3 separate regions of the Danio rerio genome follow, and regions 1 and 2 are each linked to region 3. Evidence: chromatin contacts called from public HiChIP or PLAC-seq data. All regions are on one chromosome and are shown on one strand. The core of a region is the stretch at or near the end of the contact, and the rest is flanking DNA. Distances in the headings are between cores, read along the strand shown.

Region 1 (3,985 bases), core at 961-3,460, 400 kb before region 3:
TATGTTTCACTCAGCGGATGCCCTCCCAGCTGCAACCCAATCGTGGGAAAAACCCATACACTCTCACATTCACACAAATACAAAAGAGTCAATTTAGTTTATTCACATCACCAATTCCGCATGTCTTTTGACTGTGGGGGAAACCGGAGCACCTGGAGGAAACCCACTGGGTGAACATGCAAACTCCACACAGAAATGCCAACTGAACCAGCTGAGGCTCGAACTAGCAAGCTTCTTGCTGTTAACCAATGCTACAAGACTAAAGTATACAAAGGTATAATTACTTTCAGTTCACTATAGTTAATATACACTCATTGGTCACTTTATTAGGTATACCTGTCCAACTGCTCGTTAAAACAAATTTCTGATCAGTTAATCACATGACAGCAACTCAATGCATTTAGACATGTAGACATGGTCGAGATGATTTGCTGCAGTTCAAATCGAGCATTAGAATGGGGGAGAAAGGTGATTTAAGTGACTTTTGAACATGGCATGGTTGTTGGTGCTAGACGGCTGGTCTGAGTATTTCAGAAACTGCACAACAATCTCCAGGGTTTCCAGAGAATAGTCAGAAAAAGAGAAAATACCCAGTGAGCGGCAGTTCTGTGGGAGAAAATGCCTTGTTGATGCTAGTAGTCAGAGGAGATTGGCCAGACTGGTTCGAGCTGAGAGAACGGCAACAGTAACTTAAATAACTACTCATTACAACTGAGGTATGCAGAAGAGCTTCTATGAACCCACAACACGTCCAACCTTGGGGCAGATGGGCTACAGCAGCAGAAGACCACACCGGGTGCCACACTTGTCAGCTAAGAATAGAAAACTGAGACTACAACTTACACAGGCTCACCAAAATTGTACAATAGAAGATTGGAAAAACATTGCCTGGTCTGACGAGTCTCAATTTCTATTGTGACATTCGGATGGCAGGGTCAGAATTTGGTGTCAACATCATAAAAACAAGGATCCATCCTGCCTTGTATCAATGGTTCAGGCTGGTGGTGTAATGGTGTGGGGTATATTTTCTTAGCACACTTTGGGCCAAACGTCAGTGTCACAGCCTACCTGTTGCTGTCTATGTCCATCCCTTTATGACCACAGTGTACCCATCTTCTGATGGCTACTTCCAGCAGGATAACACGCCATGTCATAAAGCATGAATCATCTCAGACTGATTTCTTGAACATAACAATGAGTTCACTGTACTCAAATGGCCTCCACAGTCAGCAGGGTTCAATCCAATAGAGCACCTTTGGGATGTGGTAGCATCATCGGGAGATTCACATCAAGGATATGCAGCCGACAAATCTGCAGCAACTACACGATGCTATTATGTCAATATGCATAGACATGAGATGTTGCCTACCCTGTTGTTGTCTACTGAAAGGAATGTGTCAATAGAGCCGCCATTTTAGTACAGGGTATTGCTTAGCTGAAATGAAAGCCTAGTATTTAGTGCAAGTTTGTGCTACTTTGCCTTATGGTGAATGCAGTAAGTGACTGTATTATCATCATCAATAACGTTACCCGTTTAGCACAAAAGTTCATAACATACAAAAACATAAAAAACTAAATCCTACCTATGAAATATTCTGCCTGTGTGCTATGTTTTCTTTGTTTGCTCGTTACTACACCCGTAGACAGCGCTAAAGTCCAGAATCTTCACATTGGCACTGTCTTGACTAGTGCGGTTGAATGACATTTGTCCTGGGAGCTCTGTTCAAAAATGGCGGCTCTATTGACGTATGCGACATCTAGTGTATATATCTATGGTCAATATGGACCAAAATCTCTGAGGAATATTTCCAGTACCTTGTTAAATCTATACCATGAAGGATAAAGCAGTTTTGAAGTCAGAAGTGGTCCAACCCCATACTAGTAACGTTAAGGGGTACTTAGTAAAGTGACCGGTGAGTGTACAGTATGCTAGCATTCATTAATAAAGTTTTGTAAATATTATACATAGACTACAGTAGACTTTACTACAGTATGGTTCAAAAACGTTGTATTTTTCATGTGGGATTGGACATTAAGCAAGATATCGACAAGTTCCCGAGAGTTCTTCCGGGCTGTCGCACACGAACCTCCTGCCCAAGAGATGGCGCTAGTGACCTTTCTGAATCCATCACTGTGTGTCTGCGAAGGAAGGAAGGACTGGGAGCTTAGGAAATAAACAAAAGACGATCTCAGATAAATAAATGTTTTTAAGGTTAACCAAAACAGTTTAAATAACGCGTTTGCAGAGTTTAGGTTGATTTGCACTAAAGGAAGGTCCGAATGGATATGAATTGCGACCTATCGCTGCGAGTGAGCGTCTTCTCCGAACAAGGAGGAAGGAAATACATGGAGGATTTAACGGAGGTGATCGTGGAGCTGGAACCCACCGAAGATGAGTTGCAGGCGGCGGGACACGCTGATCCAAAGCCGGACCAAGAGCCGGTCTCTGATAGCGAACCGCCGGACTGCTCAAACAATCCTTTACCGGTTCTGATAGCGTGGAGAAACCCGCTGTCGACCGAGGAGGCTGACGGTACGGATGAGCCTGGGACTCAACCGGCGGCGGCGGACAGCAGGAGATCGGTCGCCTTTTTTGCCGTATTTGACGGACACGGAGGGCGAGAAGCTGCGATGTTTGCTCGAGATCACCTCTGGGATTTTCTCAAGAAGCAGCGGGGATTCTGGTCTAAGGATTACCGGAAGGTTTGTTCCGCAATTCGGAAGGGCTTTATCGCATGTCATCACGCGATGTGGAAAAAGCTTCGTAAGTCAATTCAACACCATTACACGCATATCAATTCAACATTATCACACTCTTGTCAATTTAACACTATTACACTCGTATCCATACACCCGTGTGAACAACGTGACGTTTCCCGATATTGTGATTAGCTCCGATTAGGTTAACGTTATGATGTTCGACACTGCAATTTACCTTTAGGCAAGTTATAGCGACTGCAATCATGCATGTTAGTATCACTTTTAAGGCAAGATGGATTATGATAACATAGAGTTTGCGACTACATAAATTAGCTGTCAAGCTAGTAGACCTTTTTGAAATTGGGCGCCACTCAAACTACTTACTGCCGAAAAGACGAAAAAAAAATCGATCAGAAGGATCGTTCTGCGCATGTGCGGACCATTTTGACTGGCATTTCCACAACACCCTGTCATTTCCATCACCACACAAATTTTTAATCAAATATTTAAAAAGTTCTTATCACACATTTAAAACGTGTTCACAATTAATGAGTCCATGCTCTATTTAATATACACATTCAGTTCATTTATTTTCTAATAAGCTCTTAACCAAATTAATGTAAAATGTTTTAGTTTGACAGGTGGACAATTCAGCATTTGGTCCTAAGGGACTAATTTATTTCATTGACATGTGTATAATTATTGTACAGTAGTAGTTGAATAATTGCCCATATAAACCATTTCAATGTGGTTTTGTCATTGGCTCATGAACATTTCCTCCTTGTTGACAAACTATTTCATAACTGTAACAAGAGGCTATTCAATCATATTCATAACTTAATGTTAAAACAGCTATCATAACATTTTTTATTAATATGTGAATCTTTTTAGATTTTCAGAAGCTATAGAAATTAAAAATATACCATCGGAAATATGTTGGGACTGTTGTTTCTGTTTACATCCCTCAAAATGTCTATTATATGTACATGTAAAATTATTTACATACTGTTGGTTAAACAGTGGAACTATTTCATAAATGTTGTAGAACTTTTTCACAAATACAATAGATGTAAAGGAAAGATGCAAATACAATATGTTATTATTGCAATATATTTTATAATATAAATATTTACTTATCAAAGTTTGATATAATGGCAGAAGTAATGACTATTAAGAAAGAGCATGTCACTGTAATGAGAATTTCTGCAAGTATTGTCTCCAATGAATCAGCAAAACTTATAATTGCAAGATTAAATTAAGGTAAAGTTGGTTTTATATTCGCACA
Region 2 (3,679 bases), core at 1,079-3,578, 320 kb before region 3:
AACATTTTAGTCAGCAAACATATTTAGAAATTGAAAGATAATACAATTAAATTTAAGGAAAATGCTAAATTTTAACTACATTTAAATTTTTTTTGCTTCTCTTGATTTTTCCCCTTTCTTTATTTTGTGTTTTATATTTTTCTATATTTGGGTGTACTACTTTTCAAAAGTGGACTGTTATCATAAGTTATTTTGTTAGATAAGCTCCAGATGTGGCTTCAGAATTGACTAATCTAATGTATATGCACAAATGTAATATTGTATGCTAAAAAAAAAAAATCCGTAGTTTTATGTTTTTTTTTTTTGCCAGCAACTGCGGTTTTACCATAAAACTAAAGTTTACCGTAAAATAACAGACATTAAATTACATAAATTTACCACAAATTTCAATTGAAAGACATTTCTGTAATTTAACGTCCGTTATTTTATAGTCAGCTGCGATTTATTGTTTTGTTTTTTCACGGCACATCAGCTTGCTAAAAAAAGCCCATAAAATTAGGGATTTTTTTGTAAAGTGTATAGTTTCCCATTAAAATGTGAATTTAAATGATAGATCGTGAGGGGTATACTTATATATGCTGAGCACTGTTTATAAACATTTCAACTAAAAAATCTTTGTCTAAACTTTATTCAAAAACAAGTTTAATATTGCTGAATTGATCCAAATGCATTAACCTTAACTATACATAGCTATATACTATACATACATATAGTACAATATACATAGTTTATTTTTGTTGATTCCCTTATGTCTTTAAATAATTTGGATGCGCATAATCAAATACCGAACACAATATAATTGGTAACACTTCACAATAAGGTTCATTAGTTAATGTATTAACTAACATGAACTAATCATGAAAAACACTTGTACAGCATTTATTAATCATAATTGAACATTTACTATTGCATTATTAACATCCAAGTCCATGCTTGTTAGTTAATGCACCATGAGTTACATGAACTAACAATGAACTACTGTATTTTCATTACCTAACGTTAACTAACACGAACAAATACAGTAGTAAATGTATTGTTCATTGTTTGTTCATGTTAGTAAATGCATTAATTAACATTAACTAATGAATATTATATAATCAAATACATAGGGTCAGATTTTATTTTGATGGACCTATTCTTGAGTTAAGTTACATTGCATCTACATGCCAACTAATTATTATTAGATTATACGTAAACTGTTAGGTTGGGGTTAGGGTTTGTGTACATTGACATGTACTTGCAAAGTTTCTTGTAGTCAGTTAAATGTCTGTTAAAGGAGCAGTATCAACAGATATTAAGCAGACAGTCAACTAATACTCAAAAGGACTATCATAATAAAGTGTTACTAAATGTTTATACTTGAGTATGGTCTAATTTGTCAAGATTAATAATAATAGACAGTATTAAAAAGCAACAAGTATATAATTTTTAAAACATACAAATTGACTAAGTGTTCAAATTATTTCACAGAGCAATAATATTAACAAATTAAAAAAATAAAAAATAATTAATAAACGTTGAGATTTACACTACAATTAATTAATGCTGTAGAATTGTTCATGTGAACTAGTTTAATCAAGTAGTAATATGTACGCGTTATTATTAAATTCCAGGAACATTAAGTTTAATAACTATTAAAAACTCCTGGAATGGAAATTAATTAATTAAGTTAAATTAAATTAATTAATTTAACCCAGGAACTGTTCTTCTAATTTTGTAAAATTGTATTATTGAAATACAAAAAGAATTTTAATGTTACACTGAAATCATTTGACCTTTACTTTATCATTTAACTTTTTTATATTTAGGCATTACCTTACAAAATATATCTTACTGAGGAAAGTTTGCGGATACTGTTTTAAAGATTTGACACACTTTTGAAATCAAAAACTGTGTACACACTGAGTTATGGTTGGAATATTTATTCTGCCAAAATATTTTTGCAACAATTAAAGCAAAGGACAACACACAAAGAAAACCTTTTTAAAACTGGTATGTTGCTATTTAAGTGAAAACTGTTAAATAATTATTTAAATTAAACTAATTTTAAAGAAAATGTTTGCTTTATTATTTATTTACATTAATTAAAATATTTCTAAAACCAATTTTATTGTTTATAAACCGCTGAATAAATCATATACAAATAACTCATTCTGCACGATTCCTGCTAAGTTTGCTTTGATTGCATGTAATCTAAAGCTTGAGCTGAATTATTTGTTGGGATTTTAACATGCCATTGAACACAAACACATGGATGAACTTCCAGAAGGAGAAAAGCAAAGCGATAATAGGATGTTACCTAAAGTGACCAATGAGGGGTGCTGAAGCTTCATCCAGCCAGAAACACACCACAGGGCTCTCAACTGCATTACTTCCCCTCTATGAGCTCACGCTATGATCTTATGCTTCACGCATAAATGAGTTCACAATATGTGTGGAGAAACTTCGTTTTTACAAATTCGAGTCAAAATAGTTCAATTAGGAGGGAAAACAGCAACATTAAACTAATATAATAATTATTAAAATTTATTGTGTAATTATCATCATTGTATTTAAATGATTTCATTTATTTGTAATATTATTTATTATCACATTTATTAAATTATATTGATGATATTACAGTAGTCTAACAGTAGACTATTGTTGACAAAAAAAAGTGTTTTTCTAAAATACTGTGACTGAAATCATCCATTCACATGACTAAACTCCAAAGTCTCCAAATCTACATGACCTTTTTTTCCGTGGAATAAGAAATGTGTTTAGTCAGGATTTGAACCCGGGTGTCCCATTTCATGGCTAAACAAAAAACAATACCACTAATCCATCCCACTTGTATCGCACTTACAAACCACTACATGTTTTCGGTCTTGTCTTATCTCACCTTGGGCACTAGATGTACCAGAACTGCTGCTAATATCCCTTTATCCACAATCAACATAGACATTAACACATAATCCTCACAGGTCTTATTTGTTACAGCCAAATTACACTGCTTTAATAAAATGTACAAGCTATTAATTATAATCTCTCCCCGAATCTTTAACAAGAAGGTCACTTTCCCAATGTCTAACACAGTGCTTAGACACACACACAGAAAAAAAAAAGAGAGAGAGAGAGAGAGAGAGAGAGAGAGAGAGAGAGAGAGAGAGGCGATTTCCTGGGATAAGTTGGATAAACGCAGGGGTTTTAGGAAGCATATGGTTTTACAATGATCACATTTTACAAATGTAAACTTGAGCTGTCAGATATCTGACAGCGGGTCAGTTGTGGCCGAGCGGAGGAGAGCAAGCTCAAATTGGATGAAAATGGAAGGAACGGGACAAGGGTTGGAGTTTTATTGCTCAGCATTAATGGGCTCCATGTCTTTGGAGTGAGGAGACTTTCAAGCCGTGAGTTATGTAAATATAAGCAGCTCACTCCTGCCTTTTGAAGTCCGGCTTTGTATAAATCGAGCCAATTTCTTTATCTGGGAAATGTTTAAACAGCTGTTAGTCTTAGTAAGGGATGTCCCCGAGATTGTTCACTCTTCTCTCTGGCTACTTCCTCCTCGCTTTAGCTTTTTTTTTTTTTTTTTTTTTTTTCAAAATACCTCTCCAGGAACCATTAAAGCAGATTACAGATGCTTGTCTGACCTTCACTCCATAACTCTGTTTGTACATTTGTTAAGCTTCAGTGAGAC
Region 3 (3,782 bases), core at 425-2,924:
ATGGCTAGAAACAATGCCTTGAATAGATGCATACTATGTTAAAGTAAATACATTAAAATTTCTAAATACACCTGCGTTCATTTATACCGGAAATATGAAGCTTGTCCACATTATATGCTATATCATAGATCTTACCAAAGTTGAAATATCGAAACAGGATGATCCATAAAAATATTCTGATGTCCTCTTCCTGTTGTCTTCGCATATCCGTGAATGAAAATCCTGGACCCGTAACTCAAGATCCTCTCTTATAACTTCAACTCGCAGAGCGGCTTGAGATTTGACGGCATTAAGTCGGAAGCAACCTATGTCCCCCTCTCTCTCTCAGGAAAGTTCTGTTGTTTTGGGTTCTTCAGTAAGTCATTTCTGAAGTCCACCGTAAGCATTTCAGAGAATGAAATGAGTTCACTGAAAGAAACAACGTGTATTTCCTGTTGACATTGTGCAAGATTCCAAATCTGAGAAAAACGTGTGGAATTAATACCAATCCTAACTGTTTTGCGTCCTTTTTTATCAAAGTAGCCTAACTGATCAGACATCTATTCAAAACACCAGACAAATCTTCCATATGTTGGCTTTCACTAGGGTGATTAATTGTTGAAAGCGGAAATAGATTGGCAGAAGAAGAAAAAAAAACTTTCGTTGGATTTTTTTCAACATGTAGACTAAGCAATGGAGAACATTGAGTGGATCGGTGAACGCTGTTTGAGAATTTGGGGGTAAATATGAATTGACAGGGGTAGGTTCTTATTGTGGGACTCCAGCAGACTGGCGCCAAGCGCTCTTTAACAAACGGAGTCCCACTTAATCAAGAATCTGTTGACGAGCCTCTTAAAGGTACACGACTGTTTGTGGAGCTTTAAAGCTGAGATTGTTACTCTGCTGTACCCTGTCGGCCGATTTTACAAACAGTGAATAGCTCTGTAAAATGAAAAAAGATGAATATACAATTATTTGCTACAATAAAATACACAATGTCTCTATCAAGGATCGATTCATCGATAGTTTGTTGCAGGCGTATATTGGAAAAAAGGCTATGTGACAGCTCGTTATTCCCTCTAAATTCTTTATTTTCGCTTTTAAATGCGCCCTGCTTTTACGAGTATCCCACATCCTGAAACCAATGTACGGAAGATCGCTAGGGTAAAAAATAGGCGAATATAGTACTGTAAAATATTACATTCGGTCGGTTTAAGGTCTTCGTAAACACAAATAACTGCATTTGTTGTCTAGAATTATTTTGTTATCCGTGAAATGTGGGTTGCTGCTATATATTTCCAAAATGTTTAAAACAGCGACACTAAATCGACATTAAATATTTTTTGTATGTTAGTCACATACAACTTTAAATGCATTTTCTAAAAGTTTAGCATTGGAGCTTACAGAAAGCACACGGTTCTTATACTGGTGAAACACAAGCCGGGAGAAGCACTCTCTTACACGGCTGCCTACAGCCAGATGACCGTTCTTCAGTTAGGTTATGCGGGGGTGGGGTTTCCAGATCCTTACTCTGTCATTGGTTAATATTTTATTCTGTTGACATGTTTTCTTACTGCAAATGCTTCCGACACCTTCCAGTCAACCCCCCTTCCACGATCTTGGCTGGAGCTGTCAAAACCACGCCTATGAAGCTCTACAATTGGTCCAGAATGCGTAAAATCGGCAATCAAGACGGTCTGGTTCATTAGTGCGGAGATCCAGTGAGAAGGGGCATGTAAGACAGACACAGTTACACAGTGGTCAGGGAAGAACCTCCAATTCTTCAACAGTGCTCGTGACTTACGCATCCTTGATTTTGGGGCTGCTTTAAATCTTGAGACTATTGCAGCAGGAAAACTGTAAATCTGAACCGAAGTGTCAATATTGCTCTTTTGAAGGATATTATCACTGTGCTGCAACTGGACATACTCAAATGGTAGTGACATTTCCTACCAGTCCTCTTCAACTACTGTGAAATCAACACTGGCTTTCAGTGGCAAGAGAGCGACAGTCAGTCGGACTTACGAGTTGTTTTTACAGGCGCAATTCTTTTTTTAGAATATTATACATTCATCTGGCTTTTTGGATGCACCGATGAGAGATCCAGTTTTCACAGCGAACGCTATGGCTTATCACCCTTTTCACGCGCACAGGCCGGCCGACTTTCCCATGTCAGCTTTCCTTGCGGCGGCTCAACCTTCGTTCTTTCCAGCGCTCACTTTACCACCGGGTCTCAGTAAACCGCTGGCGGATCATGCGCTCTCCGGTGCGGCTGAAGCTGGTTTACACGCGGCGCTTGGACATCACCACCAGGCGGCTCATCTGCGCTCTTTCAAGGGTCTCGAGCCAGAGGAGGATGTTGAGGACGATCCTAAAGTTACATTAGAAGCTAAGGAGCTTTGGGATCAATTCCACAAAATTGGAACAGAAATGGTCATCACTAAATCAGGAAGGTAAGGTCTTTACATTATTTAACCTATTGAATGCTGCATAGGGTGATGTTATTATATTACTCTGCGAAGAGTTGGGTCTATTTTATCGTAAAATATACTTTACATTATAAAATATTGCTCGGTTAAAATTCAGATGTACTGGATGCTGACATAGCATCGAAGCCTCTTAAGAGAGTAGACTAAGAATTGTTCCACATAGCATATATTCATGACAGTATTCAAATAAAATTTATATGCGATCTATTAGGCTATTAAATAAAAACACTAATATATAAATAGACTAATGTTTCTGAACCAATGTAACCAAAATCTTTCTGTAAACGATGGGAACGTGTTTAAGTGAAAATAAACAACAACTATTAGCTGGTAGGCTACATTTTATTAATTTATAAATTTATTTCGATATTTTATCGACAAGCATGTCTAAATAACAAGTCTACATGAATTATAAAGATGTAAAAAATTCTTTTAACTTTGTAAATATAGTCGGTAAATGTTTATATAAACAATAAATAGCCATGTTTTGCCCTTTGCCAAACAAGCAAAACATTGGCTATTTATTTATTTATGGTTATAACGGGAAAGGTATAGTTAAATTAGTTATTTGCATTTATATCCAATCAGAAATTTATTTAATGTCTTCTAAAAATGTTAAATAAATTCGGCCCCAGACCCACCATCATATCTCTTTCGTCCATAGGAGAATGTTTCCTCCGTTCAAGGTGCGGGTGAACGGCCTGGACAAAAAAGCCAAGTATATACTTTTGATGGATATTGTTGCGGCGGATGACTGTCGGTACAAATTTCACAACTCTCGATGGATGGTCGCAGGAAAGGCCGATCCGGAGATGCCCAAACGAATGTACATTCACCCAGATAGCCCGGCTACTGGTGAACAGTGGATGGCAAAACCTGTTGCTTTCCATAAACTCAAGCTCACCAACAATATTTCGGATAAACATGGATTTGTAAGTTACTTTTTTCTTGTATGTAAATCTAAATGTGTTATTAGAAACTCTTCCTATTTTCTTATTATGTAATTTCCATTCATTGCAAGAACAACAAAGGGGATACGGTGAATAAAGTTGGGTTATCTATGATCAAGAAGCAAAGATGATTGGGAAATTACGCTATGGTCTTTGGACATTTTGGGGTGCATTTGGATTTTTAGCATGTTTTAGGAAGTGTTGACTAAATGAAGCATGAATGAAAAGCTGTCTCAAATGTAATTTTTGTTACTTACGATATTCTAACATACAAAATATTTAAATTGCAATGCAATCTATTTTAGCTATAGCCTAAAACAAGGGCCGAAAATACAAAATAATAATAATAATAATAATAATAATA

Evidence for each region. HiChIP or PLAC-seq counts read pairs in DNA pulled down with a chosen protein or histone mark.
Region 1: an H3K4me3 HiChIP or PLAC-seq map of gastrula embryo shows a contact between it and region 3, with 6 times the contacts expected there. The contact joins the promoter of ppm1db here to the promoter of tbx2a in region 3. A contact is called at or near these places in 6 of 18 Hi-C or Micro-C datasets (caudal fin, embryo, fibroblasts and 2 more) and 3 of 4 datasets of contacts at active chromatin or transcription factors (caudal fin, embryo and gastrula embryo).
Region 2: a contact with region 3 is called in an H3K4me3 HiChIP or PLAC-seq map of embryo, with 6 times the contacts expected there. The contact joins the enhancer-like site here to the promoter of tbx2a in region 3. A contact is called at or near these places in 6 of 18 Hi-C or Micro-C datasets (caudal fin, embryo, fibroblasts and 2 more) and 2 of 4 datasets of contacts at active chromatin or transcription factors (caudal fin and embryo).

Annotation. Positions count from the first base shown.
Region 1 is chr5:62,248,999-62,252,983 of GRCz12tu, reverse strand. ppm1db (protein phosphatase, Mg2+/Mn2+ dependent, 1Db) reads left to right here and starts at 2,210. Exons shown (of 6, transcript NM_001007340.1): 1 at 2,210-2,764. The coding sequence starts at 2,281. All of the region lies in intron 6 of si:ch211-127d4.3, which reads left to right.
Region 2 is chr5:62,168,695-62,172,373 of GRCz12tu, reverse strand. No RefSeq gene overlaps it. Among named protein-coding and RNA genes, the nearest start is that of ppm1db, 80 kb to the left of the region's middle. Within about 2 kb of position 2,328, at least 20 of the 62 cell types and tissues checked have an H3K27ac peak or open chromatin away from gene starts, as enhancers often do.
Region 3 is chr5:61,843,730-61,847,511 of GRCz12tu, reverse strand. tbx2a (T-box transcription factor 2a) reads left to right here and starts at 1,674. Exons shown (of 7, transcript NM_001102384.1): 1 at 1,674-2,432; 2 at 3,133-3,400. The coding sequence starts at 2,074. It overlaps LOC141385627 (a long non-coding RNA gene), which reads right to left. Exons shown (of 3, transcript XR_012406395.1): 3 at 1-408.